Linked DNA regions of Pan troglodytes: region 1 is linked to region 2. Evidence: chromatin contacts called from public HiChIP or PLAC-seq data. All regions are on one chromosome and are shown on one strand. The core of a region is the stretch at or near the end of the contact, and the rest is flanking DNA. Distances in the headings are between cores, read along the strand shown. Region 1 holds the start of FAM111A (FAM111 trypsin like peptidase A). Region 2 holds the start of GLYATL2 (glycine-N-acyltransferase like 2).

Region 1 (6,896 bases), core at 1,048-3,547, 190 kb before region 2:
CTCACTCACTGCGCGCCTCGCCAGCACTCGGCCTGGAATCCAGCGCTCAACGCAGGTCCCGCTCGTATTTGAGGAAGCAAAGGCTCCAGAGCTCCAGCTGGGCGGGAAACGGAGCAGGTGGGGCTAGGGGTTTGAATCGCCCGCCTTTTGGGAAAAGGTTGTCTGCGAACCAACTGGTTACTTTCTTTCACTTTTAAATCAGCCGTGCCTCTTCCGGCCTAAACCTCAGGTAGCTACAGCGTGCAGTACTTGACGCTGTGTTTATATCAGACAGCACTGCCAGTCTGAAACAAAACTTTCTGAATTTCCTAATCCCCAGAGCCAGCGTGAGAAGTAGACTTGAGCCTGTTCTCTTCCCTTGAACTTTTCTTTTACACGAGTACAACAAAAAACAAGAACAGAGACAAGTCGTAGTGTTGCTAGTGATAAGGCAGATTTTTCACCAAGCCTAAAAAGCTTTTAAAAATCTGGTCCGATAACCAAAGGGGTTCCTAGAAAGATTTCTTTATGCCTAGGGACAAAATAAACTCAGCGCTTGAAAAACTGAGCAAAAAGAAACTGGAGTTCAACCTGATGCAAGATCTACTTTCTCCACCTTTGAGATCAGGGAGAGCCTCAAGAAGGTTGAAGGGACTTCAGGGCACACACTGATTCTGAGTTGAGGGTTGGGAGGTTGATTAGGTCTTGCTGGAGCCTCCAAGAATGTCAAATGTTGGCTCCCAGTAATATCAAAGCAACCTGTTGATAAGACAAAGCTAAGTTTCTTGCTCACTTAGGTAATGGAGAACAATAACTTGACAGAATTTAAGTGGTGTCTCAGAGAGGGAAGAGCAAGTTTGGGCTATATGTATTGAGATTTTGAAGTCCCATTGTAACTCTAATATTTAATGAGGGGAATTGGTTAGAATTGAGTCAGCTACGGGTAACAGTTTAGGATTGGTAGATAAAACAAGGCTAGGATTTTGAGGTAAAGGTTCAAAGTCTTAGAATGTAAACTGTTCTTTGATGTTTTCCATTGAAGAGTGGTTGGATCTTTGAAGAAGATACTGGATTAAGCAATAAAGATATTTGCAACTTTCCGGTCCCTGGCAAAAGTTTCTTGAAATAGTAAATGTTTGTTGATGAAAATAATGGAATAAGAAGTCAGGTTAATGTAGTTGGCAAGCTATGTGAGTGTAGATGGCTTCAGTTCTCACAATAATGAACATACCTGATAATGTACTCAACATTTGTCACTTAGAGTATTTTATCCTGGAAAGAAGCGTAGTTGGGAAAACGCACTTGAGATGATGTTTGCTGCACACAGAATTCGGACACAGAGATGTCACTCTCCTTAGGAACCATTTTCATAAAGTTAACATTGGGTCTTAATAGACATCAGTTTTTAAAAATTAGAACAGGCTTGGGCACTGCAAAAGAAAGACACATCCGTTCACTTGGCTGTTCTTTTTACGTTTCCAGGGAGAGCGTCAGTGCCCCTTTCAACAATAAAAGCCCGCAGGAGTGCAGATTTTATTTACCCTGTCCCCACCAGCATCCTGCTGCGGCCAATGAACCCTGGCAAAACTCCAGGTCAGCCCCAGAACCAAAGAGTAACTCACCTAAGAGGAAGGTCCGTTCCCACCAAGTCTCAGACGCCTGAACTCGTGATTTTTAGGGACTTTCCCTTCCAGTCCCTTGGAATCCAGCACTTTGGTTGGAGAACAGAACTCACTTGGGGAATGGCGCGTCTGGCCAATGGAATGAAAGATACTGGAGTTTGTCTTTTCTCTTCAGGCAGCAACTCACCTACTTCGGAAGCCGATTGGCTGCGCTGGGGACACCTGTTGGCGTGCAAAAAAGAGTGGTTGGAAAGGCAAGGCCGAGGGGGCGCGCCTACCCTACCCACCCGCAGCACTCCTCCTTGACGCCGCGAGCAGGACCCTGTCTCACTGACCCCATGCCCACGGCGGTCCTTGCCTGCTTCTATTCTCCCGGTTTCCCCAGTCCCGAGTATTGGAAAGCGAGAGCGAAAGCGAAAGCATCCTAGTCGCCGGTAGGCTGGCCTGGGCCGGGCTGGAGAGGGAGCAGGAAATAAAAACTCGGGTGTGGGAGGAGCTGGGACGCTGGCGGCAGAGCCACTGTGGCAGCTTGAGTCTCGCGCGCGCGGGAAGCGGAGGTGGAAGTCGGGGCGCAGGAATGTGGCTGTCCCCGCCTGTAAATCATGGTTGGGGAGGAGTCGCGGAGGCACCAGGCTGGGGTCTGCAGCGCGCCATCTGCTGCAGCACACAGGAGGCGCTGAGGCTAGTTGGGTAAGTGGGGAGATTTCAGGCACTTCCGAGGGGGCGGCATCCCCAGCAGGTGGGATAGGCCCGGTGACTAGGACAAAATCACGAAGAAGCCGCGGATGCAGGAAGAGTAAACTCCCTTGTCATAAATCGATTCTCCAAACGTTCATCAATATGTGGAGACGTTTATGATAGTGATGAAGAAGATGATATGGCCTCTAGGAATATGCATCTCAAAGCTGATGATCAAAGAAGATTGGAGAGGGTTTTCAAGGCAGCCTGCTGTTTAAGGACCTGCATTCTGAGTAGATGTGTATTGGAAAAGGCGATTACAGTCACAAAGGGGACAACTTTTATGCAATTGACAGAGGACTATATGATGTATATAAACAGATAGGGTTGAAAGGTGTGTTGGTAACTACAAAACACATGGGAATTTGAAGGAAGGAACTGGCCTTAAATGCATGTACAATACACCAAGAGAAGCTAAAATTACTGCTTCATCTTCTGTGGTTTCTTTGGGGTTTGGATAGAGTAACCTTAAAACATATTTGAATGCTGACTTTTTCTATGCGACTCACTTTTGGAATCTGTGCATTCCTACATTCACAAAGGGTAATCACAGCTAGTACCCAGCATCCAAACAATAGCAGCCAATAATTCTACTCTGGAGAAAATTTTCTTTTCTCTTTCTTTCTTTCTTTCTTTATCTCTCTTTCTTTCTCTCTCTTTCTTTCTTTCTTTCCTTCTCTCTCTCTCTTTCTTTCTTTCTCTCTCTCTTTCCTTTTTCTTTTTCTTTCCTTCTTTCTCTTTTTTCTTTTCTTCTTCATTCCTTCCTTCCTTTCTTCCTCTTTCTTTTTTCTCTTTCTTTCTTCTTTCTTTCTTTCTTCTTTCTTTTTTCTTTTATCTTTCTTTCTTTCTCACTTTTCTCCCTCCCTCCCTCCTTTCTTCCTTCTTTCTCTTTTGCCTGTTTTACATTTTAATGTGTAAGCAAATAGTGATTAAAGGACAATAGGCTTAACATTTTCTAAAACATGGGTGTTCAGAATTGAATATACTGATAAAATTTGTTTCCAAAAGGAAGGGTTATATACTAGGTGGGAGTGTAAATTAGTTCAACCATTGTGGAAAACAGTGTGGCAATTCCTGAAAGACTTAAAAACAGAACTACCATTCAACCCAGCAATCCCATGACTGGGTATGTACCCAAAGGAATATAAATCATTCTTTCATAAAGACACACGAACACGTATGTTCCTTGCAGCACTGTTCACAATAGCAAAGAATCAACCTAAATGCCTATCAGTGGTAGGCTGGATAAAGAAAACTCAGTATACCATTGAATACTACACAGCCATAAAAAATAAGGAGATCATGTCCTATACAGGGACATGGATGGAGCTAGAGGCCATTATTCTTGGCAAACTAATGCAGGAACAGAAATCAAATACTGCATATTATCACTTATACGTGGGAGCTAAATGATGAGAACACATGGACACACAGAGGGGAACAACAGACGCTGGGGCCTATCGGAGGGTGGTGGATGGAAGAAGGGAGAGGATCGGGAAAAACAACTAATGGGTACTAGGCTTAATGCCTTGGTGGTGAAATAATCTGTACATCAAACCCCCATGACATGAGTTTATCTATATAGCAGACCTGCACATGTACCACTAAACTTAAATAAAGTTTTTAAAAAAGTTTTCAATCTACAAAGTTGAGATTTACTAGAAAGGTTATTCAAATGACTTTGATATATGGAAATATTAGTGCACAAGGAGATAATAAAAAGTTATTATTATAGAAGATATAAAACTTGTACCACCTAATATCTGTGCAACTAAATCTACTATGTACCAAGATATTTATCAACATTCTTTCTGAAATTTTTATGTCGTTTTGTATAATTTTAATCATATTTCTTTTAAAAACATTTATGGCATGATAAGTTATGTGTTGGCTTATTGCGGAAAGGGCCTAAAATAACAATTCTTAAACTTTATATATATTTGCAATGAAATATATTTTGGCTTTAGACAATAGGAACATAACCTTTTTTTGGATGAAAGATTACTGTCACATTTTTTCTTCATTATCTGACATCTTTGTCATTTTCTTAACTTATATTACTAATTAAAGTTCCCTACCTTTTCAAAAGAAAAAAAGTCTAATATTGACATTTATTTATCTGTAGCAAACTTTAGCTGTTGTTTTTTCTACTAATTTCAGGCAAAAATGAAGTATTAATTTCAGTTACAAAATATAGCTTAGTAAGATCTAAACCAAATAAAATTCACATTCTAAAGACTACAAACAAGTTTTAAAAAGATATTTTGGCCATTAAACTTATTTATTAAATTTAACTTTTGTCTTCTAAGAACCAGAGTTCTTACAATTACTATGAAGTTCCTATTCTATAATCATAGCCTGGGTTCCTTGTCAATGCTTCATTAAACAGGCTATTTTTTTCTTTTTTCTTTTTTTTTTTTTTTTTTTTAGAGACAGAGTCTCACTGTGTCACCCAGGCTGGAGTGAAGTGGCATGATCTTGGCTTACTGAAACCTCCATCTCCCAGGTTCAAGCGATTCTCATGCCTCAGCCACTTGAGTAGCTGGGACTACAGGATTTTGCCATGTTCCCCAGGCTGGTCTCAAACTCCTGAACTCAGGCAGCCCGCCTACCTTGGCCTCCCAAAGTGCTAGGATTACAGGTATGAACCACCGCGCCCGGCCAGTTTCTTAATTCTTAGACTAAATCTACGGGGGACACACTTTTGCCAACATTAGCTGCAAAGGGTTTTTTCCTCCACACTTAAGTCACAGTCAGTAAGTAGTTTTTTTTTTTTTTTTCCCCTGTGTTTTTGTTTCCTTGTTTGTTTTTATTTGGGAAAATGCCTCTTTTGATAGTAATGAATTATTTTTTACACGCAAGGTCAAAAACAGCATGGAGTGAATTTTCTTCCACACGTATACACACTTTTTTATTCCTGCCTCTGGCTGTAGATAGTTGCACAGTTAAAAGCAGGATGGACTTAACGGAGTATCATTTATATTTATAATTGCTGTATTTGTAATTCTGCTACAGAAATGAATTCTGTTATTATAATCAAAGGTTACACTGTTATCTGAATTCTTGAAAAATATGTAAAAATACTGCTCTTGTGGCTTTTCATAGGTTTATAGTCTATAAACAGTAATTTTAATCAATAATTCATATCATTTATGATTAATTTTATGAGAAACAGATAACAATAATAGACATAGGCATAATTATTTTGTGACAGCTGGTGTGTTTGGAGTATTTACTATCACCCTTAAATATGATACCCTGGCTGGAAAACATTAATTTGATAACATACCTTTAAGAAATTATATAAAATATGCAAAAGCATAACCTTATGCACATTTTTAAAACAAGGCCTTCTTGTAGGAAAAAGATTACACCATGCATGAAGATGTTTTGTTTTCTATCATTATTTGAATTTATTTTAAAAGCCATTACTGCTCTGTGTGTGTATATATATGTGTGTATATATATATACATAAATATATATATATATACACACACGTATGAAACCAAAAATTCCAGGTTCATCATATTATACACAGATTTTCTTTTTTGTTGCCCTAACTTATTCTTAATCATTGAAAGCACTGAAAATCAATACCTGTTTGATAAATCAAGATGTGCAATCAAGTTAAAAATATCACAGTTATTATATATAAAACTTTCTTAAGATTACTTTTGTAGTAACCTTTAAAAGGGGTGGTGGTGGTGTGGGATCCCTTGGCAAAGTCCAACTTGGCTGCTTAACTGCTTTCACTGGCCTGGCTAACACTTATGTCTGCCCACGGAAGCAGCAGGGAGTGTGTAGAGGGAAATGACCTCTGCTGCTGTACTGCTTTGAGTTCCTCTCTGAGCTTGGCATTTACATGTGTCTGTTTCATTTAATACTCTCAATAACCCTGTGGGGAAGGTGAGATTATCTTCGCCATTTCACAAAAAGCTTTAGCAAATAATTGTGCAGAAACATCCTTATGAGGATTTGTACTCCCATCTGAAACTAGAAGCCAAACTTATTCTATTGAATGATGGCTGCCTCTCAGATCTAACTGCAAAAAGGCACGGTGGCTTACTTCTTCCTACTATAATGCTTTTTCATTAATCCAATCATCTATTCAAGGTATAAATTTTGGGTGGCAATTTACAAGATCCGGTGCCACATTCTATGAAGGGTAAAATGTTGACCCCTGCCCTCAAATAGGGAAGACAGAAGAGGTACACAAATAATATCATTTCCACATGGTTTTATTCATTTAAGAGATGTGTTAATTCCTACTTTGTGTCAGGTATTGTACTGGACATTGGGGAACAGAGGTGAATGAATATGATTCTCACATTCATGGACCCAGAGCAGTTTAATGCAATATTGTATCTAAGCCTAGTGCTTTTCCAGGTCACGTCTCATAGCCTATCCAATATATTAAAATGCACACACATTCTATATTAAATACACGTTTGCTGTTTAATCTAGTTTGAAGTACTTGGAGAATTGGAAGAACCAGTCGCCGAGTGTGGAAAATTGTTCTCAGATCTTCCCCCTTCCCTGTACACACACCGGTTGCC
Region 2 (6,709 bases), core at 268-2,767:
AAAACTATTATGGTGTAACTTTCCTCCAACCCTCTCCCTGTACCTCTGTTAGGGATCCCCATTTCCTCATTTCTAAATTAAGGAGTTTGGCTCCGATCAACCTTTTATTGTTCCTGTGAATTGGCTCCTCTGAGCTTTTTAAAAAAGGATTCCACATCCCACCTTCACAGACTCTGATTCAGTATGTCGGGGTGTAGCTATGGAATCTGCACTTTTACCTGCCTCATCCCACAACCCCCGCCACAAATGAGCACCGCGTTGTTTAAACAACCGTCTATGTGGCCACAGAATGACCTCAATGCTTTCCTAAAACTCCAGAACCTATGAAGGTAACCTGTGCTTGCAGCTGTGCTTGCTTACAGAAACAAAGGCTGGATGTCAGTAACCACCGTGCTACAAGATGGGAAAGAGCTCAGCAGCGCTACCCTAACATGAATCTTTGCTAATTACCATACCTAAATCTCTGCCCCGGGGAGAAATGCACCTTGCTAGGCACATGTAGTGCTGTGGTGCAACAGAAAGAATGAGACTGCCACATTCAGGTCTTCCTGGAAAGCCCCACCTCTTTCCAGGAATCCTTGTCCTCAGTCTCCACCTAGGACTCCTAAAAGACCTTAAAAAGCACCCCCTCACTACACCCCAGGAACTTTGAACAGGAGCTCTCCTATTCCATTCCCTGATCAGTGAATAAAGTTTCTGCTCTTGCTTAACCGAACCTGGTCTCATTCTATGGGTGCAAAGGGCACCAGGGAAGGAAAGGATCCACCAGGGTCAAACGACACTCTTGAGATTCAGGAACACCCAGACGATCTCCATGTATCTTTTCAGGAGTAAAACTCTTGGCCTTTGAAGCTGAGAGGCAGGAAGGGAATTACCACAACGGGCGGGGCCCAGCTCCCCATCCAAAACCTCCTTGGTTTTGGGCTGAGATCCTTCTGTCTACTGCCCCTGCCGGCCATCCACCTAACTCCGGGTCCGACCCAGGACCAGAAAAACCACTCAAAGAACCGGCGAGCCTGACCAGGCAGTGCACGTGCTAGTGCCCGCTGCTCCCGATTCGCAGGTGTTGGGAAGACTTCTCTCTTGCCTGTCTAAGCTGAACTTTTCCCGCCTGGAAGAGCAGGCTGGCGCGCGGGAGGGAGCCTGGGAATTGACACTCTCGCTGGCCAATGGACGAAGAGTCTCTGGAGGCTGTTTTCTCTCATTGGATGGAAATGATTCATCCTCTCATCCACTTTGGAAGCTAATTCGCATCACTCCAGACAGTGATTGAAGAGAGGAAAAGGGATGAGAGTGCACGCCTGGGCGCACGCGCGCGCGGGCGGGTCAGACGGCCAGGCCGAGGGGACTGCGCGCCCACCCGCCCACCCTCCCTATTTGTCCAGATGACCCATCCCGGTCCCAGCGATCCCCTCCCCCGAACCACTCGGTCCACAGCCAGTTCCCGCGTACCAGGATAAACTAAGCAGTCACTGCCCTGCTTCTTCCTGCTCATCGGCGTCCCCTGTCTCCCAGTGGAAGCCAAGGAGGGGTTGCGCGGCAGCCGGGTGGGTATGGGAGATGCCTGGCGGTTTCGCGCTTTTTCCGCCTTTTGATTGCGAGTGGGAGCAGCGCGCTGAGGAGAGCTGCAAGGGGAATAGCCCGCCAAGGTGATTCGGTGTGTGGCCATTGCTGCCCTTCTGCCGCTGGTGGGTCGGCGGCGGTGGCGGGACGTGCATCCAGGCGCGATCCAGCGGCAGCAGCAGAGAGAGCTCCACCCTGATGATGCAGAGGCCCAGCTTCCAGCTGACTGCAAGTCGCAGAGCAGGCTGCACCCGCGTCTGCGTGAGGTCTAGAGAGACTTGGCCTGCTCCGCAAATGATCCAACTTCGTGGAGGGGCTGGCGAACACAGACAATGCCAGCCTGGACGAGGAAGGGGCCAGCACTGCTTAGGCCTATTTCCCAGGACGCGCATTACTGGGTGCAGAACTTTACCCCTCAGATGAAGAGTATTTAGGCCTGTTTCCCAGGAGGCGTATTACTGGGTGTGGAACTTTACCCTTCGGATGAAGACTCCAGAGTTGGGTATCTCCAAAGTGATAATCAAGTAAGTGCTTTGCATGGGGCTTGAGAAAACATCTTACTGTTTAAGAACAGAACGTCTTACTGTCTAAGAACATGAATAGAAGGAGATGCCTTCAGTATTGAGTGTTATTTTTGAGAAGTTGGTCAAAGAAGGGGAGAAGATGGTGGATTAATAGATGATGGTGAAAATTATTTTGTAACTCATAGAAGGACAGATGTTTATGTAAAAGTTGATAGTTTTGGTGGAATCATGAGCATGTTTCTGAACTTAATGTAAAATACACAGAGACTCCTGAAATCACTGCTTAAATTACATGGGTCTTGTGGTGTTTGGAAAGAGCAAACTTTAGAAGTGTAATTGTAAAAATAATATCAAACAGAAAAAGGGAAGAGAAAACGTAAAGACAGCTTTCTCAAATCGCTGTTATTCTTAAATCATCTGAAAGCAGTGCACATGACTGGCACTAATATGCATCGGAGAGTAAATCATTGCACAAGGAGACTTGATCTTCTTTTCATTGTAGAATCTGGAGGAAAAAAGCTGTGAAAAGCAAGAGGTGGTAGAGAATAGTATTGTCGAAAGTTTCTGACATCACTGGAGATAGAGAATTTTCCCTGGAAAAAAGTGCTCCTTAGGGAGGAGCATCTGCACATTCCATTAGCATAAAGCACCTGGTCAGCCATATGAAGAAGTCTGGATTTTGTTATAAATATGAAATTTATTTTAAATGGAGGATTTGTAGCAAGGAGTAATATAACCTGACATATTTTTAAAAATCTCTCTGGCAGCTGTGTTGGGGACAAACTCTAGGAGGACAATAGGAGGTGTGGAAGGGAGAAGGTGGCTAAGAGTATATCCCAGGATTGCAAAGATGTCGGAGCCCAGCCTCAGACGGTAATGGTGGAGGTGTTAGAAAATGCTGAATTCCACATTTATTTTGAAGGGCGAGCCCATGGAATTGGCTTGTGAATGGGGTTTTCCATAAATAAGAGAAAAAGAGAGCTCAATGATGATTCTTGGGCTTTTGACTTGAGCAACTAGAAAGATAAAGTCTGCATTAAGTGATATGGGGAAGTCTGAGGAAGGAGATGCTGTGTGTGCCAGGAGTGATGAGTGTGTCAGTAATTCTACTTTTGATATGTTGACTTGGAGATACTAATCCATTCCAACTGAAAAATAAGGAGAGAAGTGGACACTCAACACATGTGGGTGAATGCCCAGAGAGCCTTAAGAAGGGGCAAGAGGCTGAACTTGGGAGAGAAGAGCATAGATCAAAATAAAAGACACACAAAAGGAGAAAGAGAGGGAAACTAGGACTTATGATGGTAATGTTGGCCATTAACTGAGAATTATTTTATTTTATTTTATTTTTTGAGACAGAGTCTTGTTCTATTGCCCAGGCTGGAGTGCAGTGTTACAATCTCAGTTCACTGTAAGCTCAACCTCCTGGGTTTAAGTGATTCTCATGCCTCAGCCTCCTGAGCAGCTGGTATTACAAGTGCCTGTCACCACGCCCGGATACTTTCTGTATTTTTAATAGAGATGGAGTTTCACCATGTTGGCAAGTCTGGGGTCGAACTCCTGACCTCAGGTGCTCTGCTTGCCTCAGCCTTCCAATGTGCTGTGGTTACAGATATGAGCCACTGCACCAGGCCTGAGAAATATAATTAAAGTACAGGGAAAATTAAAAGGGAGAAGAAAGTTCACAGAGAGAGATCATGGCAAATGATAAATACAAAAGCCTGCCTTGTTTCCCAGATTCCCTGTGTCTTAGGTGCCCTGTATTTTACCTCCCATTGAACCACTCTTATCCCTTTGTAATGGTACTCCAAGCGGCACTGCTGTACACCAATTCCAGAGCTTCCCTGCTCCTTGAGCCTAGGAATAGCTATGCTTCTAATTCCTCTTTATTTGCTCATCATTGGAGTAACAGCTGAACCACACAATTGGAATAAGTAACCTGATGTCATTTTTAGTACCAATCTTCCATTTCTTCCTTAAGTATAAAAGTGACCCTCACAGAGAAACTAACTACCTAGAGCTATAGGTCCAGAGCAGAGCTCTAGCTTTGATTTTCCTTTTGCAGCTATGATCTGAGAGCTTGGATGCAATCCACTGAAATTTGATATCAGTGACAGGGTAGGGATGCTCAGGGAATCTGTTGAGCCACCAAGGAAGCCTCACTTTCAGCTAATGCTTACATGGGGCTGTGGAAGTTGTCCAGCATCCCTGAGGACAGAGTGTTTGCCCTGAAAAAGAACATTCCCTTGGCACAAAGCATCTTGTTGGCTGGATTTTATTATAAATGTGATGAGAATACTTTTGGCCAAGTAACTGGTCGTTGGGTCATTTTGTGGTAGTCAAACCCATAAAGAAGAAAAGCCCTCACATGGTCGGGTGAGGTGGGAATGGATCAAGCACTAAGGCCAGGTCTGGTGAAGTTAGGGAGTAAGGCCAGTGTTTATGGAAAGGGATTCCTTCATGAACCCCTAAAAGATGCTTCTAAACTCTAACAGTAGGCTGATGTCTGTATTTAGAGTTGCAAACAACATGTTCTGGGAATATAGAGGAAGGCACCACTGCCTCTACCTTGGGAGTATATCACAGAGAATGAGATTTATATTTGGACTTGATGGATGAGAGATGAGTAGGAGTTTGACAGAAGAAAAGAGTGGAACTGTCTGGATGTACAATGGCAGAAGTGGCAGGAAGGACTGAGGAGAATTGGCTTCTGGGGATGTGTTAGACATAAGGGCCTGGGCACCACATAATGGAGCTTGCAATGGGGTATGTGAAAGCTTAGATGAGATGGTTTTTTTCCTGTCCTCCTGTGGGTTCATAGTGGGCTCACCTCACTCACTCCTGCTAACAATCTGCCCCTATTGATAGATAGCTGAAACGGGGTCTCTAAGCCTCCAGCAACAGCTTAGGAACCAGCCTTGAAGTACTGGCAGCTAACACTTCCCATATAGACCCCGTAGTCCATCCTATCTTAGGAAGACAATGCACTCATGGGGATGGTAACATCCACCTCCAGACTCCAGAGGCTCCAAGGAGTCTGGAGTCTTTACTCTTCAAGTAAAGAAATATTCACTGAGCTGCGTGTGGAGGTTTACATGGTTTGGGACCAACATGTGGCTGGGTGACTTCACTTCCATCCTCATACAGTGGTACTCAGAGATGAATGGGGGATAGAGTGATCAAGATTTAGTTCGATGTCTACCTCCAGTGGGGCAGTGCTTGGTAGTTGACTCATTTTGGTCTCTTTTGATATTCACAGTCACCCGTTGAGGTAGGTGTGACTGTTGATCCCATTTCACAGATTAGGACAGGATAATTTGCTAGAGGTCACAGGACTAGTTGGGGGAGGGAAAGGGTGTCAGGTAGGATTTTAACCTTAGAGCTTCACGTTTTCTTAGGATCTTGCAGGGAGACCTTGAGCAAATTCCTTTCCCTCTTGGTGGGGGTGGGGGAAGTCTCCATTCCCTAAGTATAAATTAAAGAGATCTGCCAGTTTGTGATTCTCTTTACTTTAAAGTTCAACCGTATCACTTGGATAGGTGTTTTGTTTGTTTGTTTGTTTGTTTGTTTTAATGGGGATTCTGGGAACCCAAATATATTTAAGTTCAATAGGTCTGGGGTGAGGCCCAGTAATCTGCAGCTTTTAACAAATCCGGACATCAACAAAACTACCTGAGAAACTCAAGCAAAATGTATGATGCATGAAAATCTTATTGTGAGCTGGTCAAAACACATATCGCTGAGCTCCATCGGTAGAGATCCTGTTTTGATACCTTTGGTTGGACTGTGGCTCGGTAATTTGCATTTCTTAGAAGTGAGTCCATTCAGCTGGTCAACCGCCCCGCCTGTCTCTCTGTGACCCTCCCAGGGCGTCAGCGGTGCTTTTTTACTTGCATCTTGTGGGAAAAGGATCCGCGCAGGCAGCCCCCGTTTAGCACCGCCCTGAGTACACAAGCCAAGCGCTTAAAAACCTCGCTCAGCCCTGGATTTGCAGTTACTCAGGGCAGGCGAAGGCGCGTTTCCGCGTTTGGTATATTCCCGCGTGCTGCCAGCTGATGGCGCCAGAGAACTAACCTACTGGTATAGGGAGGAGAAAAGAAGCAGGGAAGAAAAGCGGGAGGTGAAGATTGACATCCATTAAGGCCAATGGTAGCTTCCGTTCTCGGACTCGAAGATTCCCTTAATGGGTTGACATCAATGAAAGCCAATGGTAGCTTCCATGAAAGCCAAAGCTGACCACCTCGCCAAGCTTCCCATTCTCATAGGAGGCTGCATTTTTGGTGCTAAATGGAGGGATGGGCGTGGGAGATGCTGGAACATGTGTTGGCTGAAGATACACCTGTTAGTCCAAGGTTGCTTCGGCTCATAGTGGCTCAACCCTCTTTGTCAATTAACCTTCTCAGTTAACTAAGGCTGCCTCACCTGTCTTTAGGCAAACCTACCCCCCGTCACGCTGGGTTTTTAGAGTTTTTAAAAGCGTCACGGTGTAAGGCCAGCGTTGCTTTTCGTATTCTTAGCGGGTATTTCTGGTGCTGACAGCGGGGAGCTGCCGGGCGGGAGTAGGAGTGAAGAGAGAATAGGGAGAGAGATAACAGGTGTGAAGCGTCTCTCAATGCCAGGCA

What was found. HiChIP or PLAC-seq counts read pairs in DNA pulled down with a chosen protein or histone mark.
Region 1: a contact with region 2 is called in an H3K4me3 HiChIP or PLAC-seq map of stem cell-derived excitatory neurons, with 3 times the contacts expected there. The contact joins the promoter of FAM111A here to the promoter of GLYATL2 in region 2. A contact is called at or near these places in 2 of 7 Hi-C or Micro-C datasets (blood and stem cell-derived neural progenitor cells) and 1 of 1 datasets of contacts at active chromatin or transcription factors (stem cell-derived excitatory neurons).

What each region holds. Positions count from the first base shown.
Region 1 is chr9:61,368,401-61,375,296 of NHGRI_mPanTro3-v2.0_pri, reverse strand. It overlaps FAM111A (FAM111 trypsin like peptidase A), which reads right to left and starts at 2,297. Exons shown (of 6, transcript XM_063784068.1): 1 at 1,960-2,297; 2 at 1,602-1,823; 3 at 1,211-1,409.
Region 2 is chr9:61,175,197-61,181,905 of NHGRI_mPanTro3-v2.0_pri, reverse strand. It overlaps GLYATL2 (glycine-N-acyltransferase like 2), which reads left to right and starts at 1,517. Exons shown (of 7, transcript XM_016920934.4): 1 at 1,517-2,087.